2 separate regions of the Rattus norvegicus genome follow, and region 2 is linked to region 1. The links are chromatin contacts, called in public Hi-C maps. All regions are on one chromosome and are shown on one strand. Each heading gives the region's core, a stretch centred on a gene start, on an enhancer-like site or on the middle of the called end of the contact. The rest is flanking DNA. Distances are from core to core; before and after follow the strand shown. Region 1 holds the start of Pear1 (platelet endothelial aggregation receptor 1). Region 2 holds the start of Isg20l2 (interferon stimulated exonuclease gene 20-like 2).

Evidence for each region. A called contact is a pair of places that touch in the nucleus more often than the background predicts.
Region 2: a contact with region 1 is called in a Hi-C map of Schwann cells, with 9 times the contacts expected there. The contact joins the promoter of Isg20l2 here to the promoter of Pear1 in region 1. A contact is called at or near these places in 2 of 12 Hi-C or Micro-C datasets (the A7r5 cell line and Schwann cells).

Annotation. Positions count from the first base shown.
Region 1 is chr2:175,522,947-175,527,396 of GRCr8, reverse strand. It overlaps Pear1 (platelet endothelial aggregation receptor 1), which reads left to right and starts at 2,075. Exons shown (of 25, transcript NM_001134959.1): 1 at 2,075-2,108. It overlaps LOC134485635 (a long non-coding RNA gene), which reads right to left. Exons shown (of 2, transcript XR_010063838.1): 2 at 1,369-4,450.
Region 2 is chr2:175,692,064-175,696,096 of GRCr8, reverse strand. Isg20l2 (interferon stimulated exonuclease gene 20-like 2) reads right to left here and starts at 1,459. Exons shown (of 4, transcript NM_001007741.1): 1 at 1,218-1,459; 2 at 1-482. The coding sequence starts at 328. Mettl25b (methyltransferase like 25B) reads left to right here and starts at 960. Exons shown (of 9, transcript NM_001014173.2): 1 at 960-1,378; 2 at 1,841-1,963. The coding sequence starts at 1,853.

The sequences.
Region 1 (4,450 bases), core at 826-3,325:
TCCTGGATGATATTAAATAAAGCTTGCTTTAGTTGGTGGGGAGGAGGAGGGGCCAGTAGCTTCTCTGACGAAGGCTGGAGGAATTACTAATATTGTAAGTGGGTATTTAGCGGGCAGTCTGTGTGACTGTTTAGCAAAACAGTAGAAGAAACTTCATTTCTAGGGCCCAAGTTTAAAGTTTCTTAGCAGGAATGGGATGGGGACCTTAGGGCAGAATGCAGTCCCAGAAAACGAGCATGGAGCACAAGTGGGGCCATGTGCATGTCTCACTTTCTCTCTGCACCTCGGTCTCCCTCTTTGGTCATTTAAATGAGAAGGATAAGGTAATTTTCAAGGCTTCAAACACGATGGAGCGCAGGTCTTACGCCGTCTGACCTTAAGCTGTGCGTTTACTGCCCCCTGCTGGATATTTAGTGGTACCAAAGTCCAACTTGATATTTCCTTCACTGAAACATTGTAGCCATCCACTGCACCTGAGCTCAACACAGCTTTCTCCATCAGAATAACTGTTAAATAGAATTGCCTGTCTCTCGGCTGGATCATAATATTATTAATTATATATTAGCAAATATTATACACAATATTAGTAAATATTATACACAAACGACTTGGAACCACAATACCCAAGAATCAGTAACTGTCAGGATACAGCAATCCTGTTCTTGAATAGCCCACTGCTGTCACCTGCTGTAGTAGAGAACACCCAGTGGCCCAGAAACTTTATGGCAAGGGAAGGAAGATGGGCATATGTGAGTACATACTCTATGATGACATTTATACAGAAATTCTAGGGAAAAAAACTACAGAAAACAAATAAAAACTTTCATGGGATTTGGGTTAGGGGTGAGAATGGAATCTGGGTCATCATTGTAATGTAAAGCAGGTAAACGAGGGGTGTAGATGAATGTTTAAAATACTATATTTATGTTGAGAGGCGGGATATGTACTGCTGTGGATGACACTGCTGAGGGTGCAGATGACAAGTGTGGGGAGTTGATTCTCACCCTCTATCATGTGGGTCCCTGGGATCAAACTTAAGTTTGGTGACAAGTGCATTTACTTACCACTCCCCAAAACCCTCCCTCAGCCATTTCTCCATTCCCAGAGAGGGACATTTTTATTGGGGTGAACACATTTGTCTAAACCAATGACACACCATGCTAAGTGGAGTAAGCTAGATGTGGAAGGTCAAACCCCTAACAGAGGTATAGCCTGACTTCAGAATGGTTAGCAGAGCCAGGGGGTGCGGACAGAGTTTCAGTTTGGGGTGAGGAGAAAGCTCTGGAAACTGATAATAGCAACAGTATTGTACATGTGAAGTACTTAATGCCACTGAACGGTATTCCTAACATTTGTTGAAAGGATGAGTTTTATAATGCGTATATTTTGTCACGATGAAGTTTTGGAACAATATTCATCAAACCAAGTAAGACTTTTATCATATGTCAACCACTCTTAAATAAAGGTGTTCCTGCTGTTTAGAATTCAATCTAGGGCTTGCAGCCTAAGCCACACGCCCCCAGGCACGTCGTTTTTGTTCTGCGCCCTGACTGTGGTAGGTCGTTGAGTGCTTCTGAGCAAGCTGACAGACAACTGCTCAGTTTTGGCTCTGGCTTCTTTTTTTTTTTTTTTTTTTTTTTTGTTCTTTTTTTCGGAGCTGGGGACCGAACCCAGGGCCTTGCGCTTCCTAGGTAAGCGCTCTACCACTGAGCTAAATCCCCAGCCCCGCTCTGGCTTCTTTACAGCAGCATCATGCTTCAACCCATGCAAAGCTCCCAATGATCTGATCGCGCAGGCAGGGTGCCCCTCCCCTGAAGGCCGCCAGGGGGCGCCGCCGGGCAGGAAAGAGGGGCGTCGGGTGGACCGCGACACCCGGGGCCGGGGCTGGTCCAGAGCCTGTCAGGTTGGGCGGCTCTCCCGGTCCACTTCACAGACAGGCGTGCGGAGGGCTGACCCCACCCGGCCCGGCTCCAGCCTCCCCGCGCGGACTTCCTGCCTGGGCGCGGGCGGAGGCCCACCCCCTTCCTGCCCGCGCAGCGGACTCCGTCGGGCAGTGGGACCCGTCGGTGCACACGCCATTCCCCTCCGAACTGCGAGCTCCGAGGCAGGTGAGTGACCCGCCCTGGGCTCTGGAGCCCGAGACCGCCGAGGGGGTGGGGTGGGTGAAACCTGCGGAGCGGAAAAGGGGAGATGGGGGCCCGGAGGGGTGTGTGTGTGTGTGTGTGTGTGTGTGTGTGTGTGTGTGTGTGTGTGTGTGTGTGTGTGTGTGTGTGTGTGTGTGTGTGTGTCGCGGTCCGTCTAAGTGTAGAGAAGAGAAGAGAAGGAAGAAAGGAGGCAGAGAGAGAGTTAGGGGAGAGGGGGGAAAGAGAGATCTAAGTAGAGAGAGCCGCCTAAGTGAAAAGAGAGGAGAGAAAGGAGAGAGCGAGAGGGAGAGAGAGGGAGACCCATCTAAGTAGAAAAGAAAGCTGCTGCGTAGCTCTGAGGATTAGGAGCTAGAACTGGGACTGGGACGGCCTGGGAAAATGTTCTCTTCCCCAGGGGAAGGCAGTCTGTAACTCTCCAGGATTCCAGAGTGCTGTTTGTGAGTTGTAGAACCTTGGTGGTACTGAAGCCCTGAAAACTAACCCTGAACCTTGTCTTCCCTCCGCCGCCTCCCCGCCCCCTGTTTCTTCTTTCTGGAGGGACTAACAAAATGCAGTTGCCTGTCTGTCTCCTCCTGAGGGACAGACTGAGGGAAAGCGTGTCTCCCGGATAAAGACCCCGTTCAGTGTTCGTTGGGTTGCTCCTCTATCCCTGCCCAGGGAAGGGACTGGATTTGCCTGTCCTTTCCCATCTTGTAGGAGAGAGGTCAGCCGCAGGCACCTATAGTCTCTGAGGTTTTTTGTTTTTGTTTTTCCTGGATGATGCGGGCCCATGGCCAGGCAGATGGTGTGGGCCCTCGACCCCAGGAACCCAAACTCCATCCAGCAAGGCCTCCCTCACCTCGCATTCCTATTTCCAGCTGCTAGCCATGGACTCGTGACTCCGTGTTTTGGATTTTTAGTAGAGCCTGCTGCCCCAGCTGGGGACAGTGACCCCTGCTCCCCGGAGATTGGAACAGCATGTGCTGGTTGAGGTTCCCAGGCTCAGCCAGGCTCAGCTTTAGGCAGGGCCGGATAAGGGGTCAGTTCTCAACCCCTGTCTATGCTGGGCGTAGGGGGTTGGAGGCTGTTCCCCAAACCCAACTCCACCCCATAGTACAGTTCCTTACCTGTGTCTACGTGTGCACGGGTGAGATGGGTGTGGACTGGCCTCCTACCCACCAGCCTACCCTTTGCTGCTCTTCCAAAGCCTGCCATCTTATCCCCGCCACCTCCGTTGTTTGCCTTTTTCTTCTCAGTGAAGGGTGAAGTGAGAGGGTTGGCTTCTGCTTCTCCACTTCACTCCAACATGCCCTATCAGACATTCCCAGAAGAGGAAACCCTCCCCAGGCAGCCTGCTCCACCAGCGAGAAACCTAGAGAAAGATAGTTGTCGCAGCCACTGTCTGGGGCTCTACAACCTCTCAGCTTCTCTGAGGAAACTCCAGCTTGGTACAGGACGGTGACTCCTGGTGCCTGCCCTGTAGAGGAGCAGGAGCTAGCAGAAGGGCAGGAGGAGAGAGGATGGACAGACATAAACACAGACTCAGGCAATGCAATACACACAGACTTGGCAAAACAAGGCCTGGGGATATAGAGATTGAGAACAAAGATTCCAGGTTGGGGAGAAGCCATGGGGGTGGCAGGAAAGGCACACAGAGTCTGCACTGAGGCCTGGTCTGCACCCCTGCTATGCTCTGGTAGCTTGTGTGAAGAAAGGCAGATTACCCACCTAGAATATTTCTTCATCTCTGAAATAGCGTAAGGGCTAAGAGGATGAAAAGGCTAGCCCTCATGTATTTCCCTAATGTACACACACCTTTAGTCTGAGAGAAGCAGCCTGCAAGCAGAACCCTGAGTGTGGGCACCTCTCCCTTCCTGTGGTTGCCTCCAACCACAGAGGGGCATCTGGGACTCAGTCTCTGTGTTTGGAAGGATTTGTGGGCTGTGGTGGGCACTGTCCCAGGCTCCAAGGTGCAGGATGAGGACTCACATCTGGTCTACACCTGCTAAGTGACTTGGAGCCTTGCACGGCTCTGCTTTCATCCCACTCACCAGTTGGGAACGTGGAGGTCAGTCCTGAGGGACTCCTGACCCAGGCCAGCTTGGCAGATGGGGGGCCATCTTTCAGTTTGTGCTGCTAGTCTTTCTGTATTCCACCTTTTTCTTCCTCTTCCTCTTCCTCTTCCTCCTCCTCTTCCTCCTCCCTATTATTAGATTTATTTTATGTATGTGAGTACACCGTAGCTGTCTTCAGACACACCAGAAGAGGGCATCAGATCCCATTACAGATGGTTGTGAGCCACCATGTGGTTGCTGGGATTTGAACTC
Region 2 (4,033 bases), core at 210-2,709, 170 kb before region 1:
TCTTCTTTGAAGGAGCAGGGGTCAGCCATGACAATGATGCTTTCTTGTCTTTGGACTGTTCTGAGTCCCTCTTGGAGGCAGCTGCCTCTTTCTTCTTCTTTAGGCATGAAAGGATCTTCGAAATGCTATCTACTCTTGAAGTTTCCCCTTTCTTTGGAGGTTCTGAGTTTAATTTAGACACCTTGCTAGGGGGTTGGTTCTTTTTACTCAGAAATCCTTTCTGTTCCAAGAACCTTCGCTTCTTGACAAAACGTTGATGTTTGGCATTTCCTCCAAATGCCTTTTTCGAAGGTTCCCCAAAGTCCAAATTCAGGAGTATGGTAGACATGAGGTCAGTGGATGGTGGGAGAAAGCTGGGAAGAGTGGCTCACTGATGGAAAAAGGATGAGAGTCTCATTCTCTGTGGAATCCCATAGTTCAACATGAGGAGATCTGCAATTAGCCTTGGGGGCAAAAGTAATCCTGATACTTGCACCATAGGCCTGAGAGAAAAAGAAGACCAATTCTGGAAGACTTAAGTGACCAATTCTGCAAGCCCAAAGCCTGGATAACTAACGAAGCCCCCACAACTCACCCTTAGGTTGATCTTAAAAGGGTTGTTTCCCCTCTCCAGATCTGTGTCATTCTAAAAACTAAAGATGCTGGGGCTGGAGAGATGACTTAGTAGTTATAACCTGTTGGTCTTGCAGAGATGTGAAGTTCGGTTCCCAGCACCCACATGGTAGTAGTAATTCACAGCATCTGTATCTCCAGTTTCAGAAAAATTAGATGCTTTCTGATCTCTGTAGGCCCCAGGCAATTAAACGATACACATATATAAATACAAACAAAACACTCACACAAAGAAAACCAATAACATAAAGTGAGGATGCTAAGGCTGGAGATAAAAGGGTGTGGGGTCCACAAAGATCGAACTCTATCGTAGTCAAAACAAATGCGTACTGAAACAGCAGAGAAATGAAACTTCTAAGAACATTTGCCAGTCCTGAGATGTCCTCCGGATCACCCAGGAATCCTCAACGTGCTACAAAATGAAGAGCAAATCCAGGTATCGCTCTCCCTAGGCTCCACGTGGAGGAGCGATCTACCTTGCCTGGCCCCAACATAAGAACCTGTGACACCACACAGCAGAGGATCTAAGTGGAGGAGGATCCAGACAGGACACCTCCGCCACTGTTGACGGTCCCCCAACCATCCCCGAACACCTATATACCTACCTCCAAGTTAGGTCCCACTAAAATCGCAAGCGTCCGGAGCCGGATGCAGGCGCGCGTCGACGTATGCCCGGACGGCAAGAACGCGGGCGGCAACGGGAAGGCGGCCGGCGCACACGCGCCCGCAGCGCCCCCACCTCAGGCAGCGAGGCCAGGGACTCGGAGTGAGTGAGCAGTGGCAACGGTGGTGGCGGCGGTGGCGGCGTGGGTGGGGGCGGGGGCGGGATGCGCTCCCCGGCCCCTCGGGCCCCGTGGAGGTACAACTCGAAGGTGGTGGGCCGCGGAAAGCGGAACAGAGCGCGCCGGAACGGTGATCCCACTTCCGGGAGGGAGGGCGGGACCTGCAGTTGACCGCCTCGCAGTAAGCTGGTGCTGGGCGCGCTTCTGTGACGTCATCGAGACCCTGCGTCTGCGCAAATGGCTTTGCCCAGTGGAAACCGTGACGTTTGCCAAATGCGCTTCGTTATTTAGACTTGTAATTGGACGCGATTGCCGAGGAAGTGTTGTCGGGAGGGTTTGGAGTTCTTGCTTTGCGTTGACCCTGCAGAATTGAGCCCGACTTGGGTTGCATGCTTTCGTGGTACCGACCTTGTGTCTCCTCACCTCTTCCCTCCTTGCACCGACAGTCAAGCCACAGGATGCCGGGCGTCTCAGCCCATGGCCTCTCGTGTGAGGAGAGAAGGCAACTGGCTGTGGACCTCACCCGCGTCCTAGCTCTCTACCGTTCCATCCTGGACGCCTACATTATCGTGAGGCCACTGGGCTGAGGGCGGGGTGCTTCTTATGGTGGGGTTGATTAGGAGCCCACTGCAAAGCTTTTATCTCTTCCTTATGAGAAAAGCTGAAAACTAGAATAATTCCTACCCAGCCTTCTGTCTCTAATACTTAAATTTTAGTTGGTTATTTGTAATCCCCGAGATTTTCCAGAGCATAACCTCCACTAAAAGGCAATAAAGAGTGGTCTGGTGAAGAGGAAGTACTTGACCAAATGTGGTGTACACTTGTAATCCTGGCACCTGAGAGCTAGATGCAGGAGAATCGGGAATTCAAGGTTCACCTGGGCTCCAAAACAAGTTCCAGAGCAGCCTGGACTGGACTATGTTACCTTAAAAGGGGGTGGGGGTGGGGGACAAAACAGGGCAGACATACATAAAGTTACCTTCTTGTAATCTTTACCCCTCAGAAGAATTCTTTACTGAGGCAGAAGAATTGTCTTGATTTGCAGCCAGCTCAGATGAATGTTGAGACTCGTCTCATATTCCCCAATCCCTCATACACATAGAAAAGCACTACAAGGCTTGGGGGTGGAGTGGTTCTCAACCTTCCTAATCCTGCAACCCTTTAATACAGTTCCTCATGTTGTGATCTCCAACTATAAAATTATCTTTTGTTGCTACTTTGTAGTTTTGCTACTGTTATGAATCGTAATACCTGATAGGCAGGATATCTGAAATGTAAACCCCCAAAGAGGTCCCAACCTACAGGTTGAGGACCGCTGTTCTGGAGTAAATGCTTGTCTAGGGCTATCGAGATGTCTATGTAGTTATAAGCATTTCTTGCTTTTTCAGAGGACCAGTTCTGTCCCCAGCACTCACACAACTGGTAACTCACAGCCATCTGTAACTCTAGTTCCTCTGGCTTCCATGGGCACCTGCAAACAACACATACACATAATAATCAAAATGCATTTTAAAAGTTTTGTCTTGCTTGTATGAGACCCTGGGTTAAATCTCATAAGTATCACTAAAATATTTTAAACGTTGAATTGGGACATGGTAATGTACCACTTTAATTCCAGCACTTGGATTGCAGAGACAAGCAGTCTCCTTCGTTCTAAGCCAGCAACAACTACATATTAAGACCCTGTCTCAAAAAAAAAAAAAAAAAACCCAAACTTGTTTTTTTTTTTTTTTAAGATTTATTCATTTATTATATATAAGTACACTGTAGCTGTCTTCGGATACACCAGAAGAGGGCATCAGATCTCTTTACAGATGGTTGTGAGCCACCATGTGATTGCTGGGAATTGAACTCATGACCTCTGGAAGAGCAGTCAGGTGCTCTTAACAGCTGAGCCATCTCTCCAGCCCCCCCCAAAAACTTGTTTTAAGTGTTTTCAGAATAGTAAAAATATATGTGTGTGAGTGTTTACTTCTTTTTTTTTAAAGATTGATTTATTTATTATATATAAGTACATTGTAGCTGTCTTCAGACACACCAGAAGAGGACATCTGATCCCATTACAGATGGTTGTGAGCCACCATGTGGTTGCTGGGAATTGAACTCAGGACCTCTGGAAGAGAGCAGTTGGTGCTCTTAACCACTGAGCCATCTCTCCAGCCCAAGTATTTTCTTCTGCTTGTATTTTCTTTACATGACAGCTCTGAACCGGTGTCAACTCAATTTTCTTTTCTCTATGGAGTATTGAGGTAGTTCTCCACTAAGCTCTTTGTTAGTGTTTTATTGCATGTGCTATTTATGTTAAAATCGTTATTTGCATTAGCTTACAATGCTGGAAATGGAACCCAAGACCTTGTGCATGCTCACCAAGCACTCATTAACACTGACTTATACCTCCACTGTTAAATTCTTGTGTTTGGTTTTTCAAGACTGAGTTTCCCCGTATAGCCTTAGCTATCCTGGAACTCACTCTGTACCTCAAGCTGGCCTCAAACTCAGAGATCTAAATGCCTCTGCCTCCCAAATGCTGGGATTAAAGGTGTGCACCACCACACCCAACCTTGCCAACTGTTTTTTACAAAGTAAACTCTGCAGGAACAAGACTCTTGTCTCCAAGTTTACAATAGATTTTGCTGTTA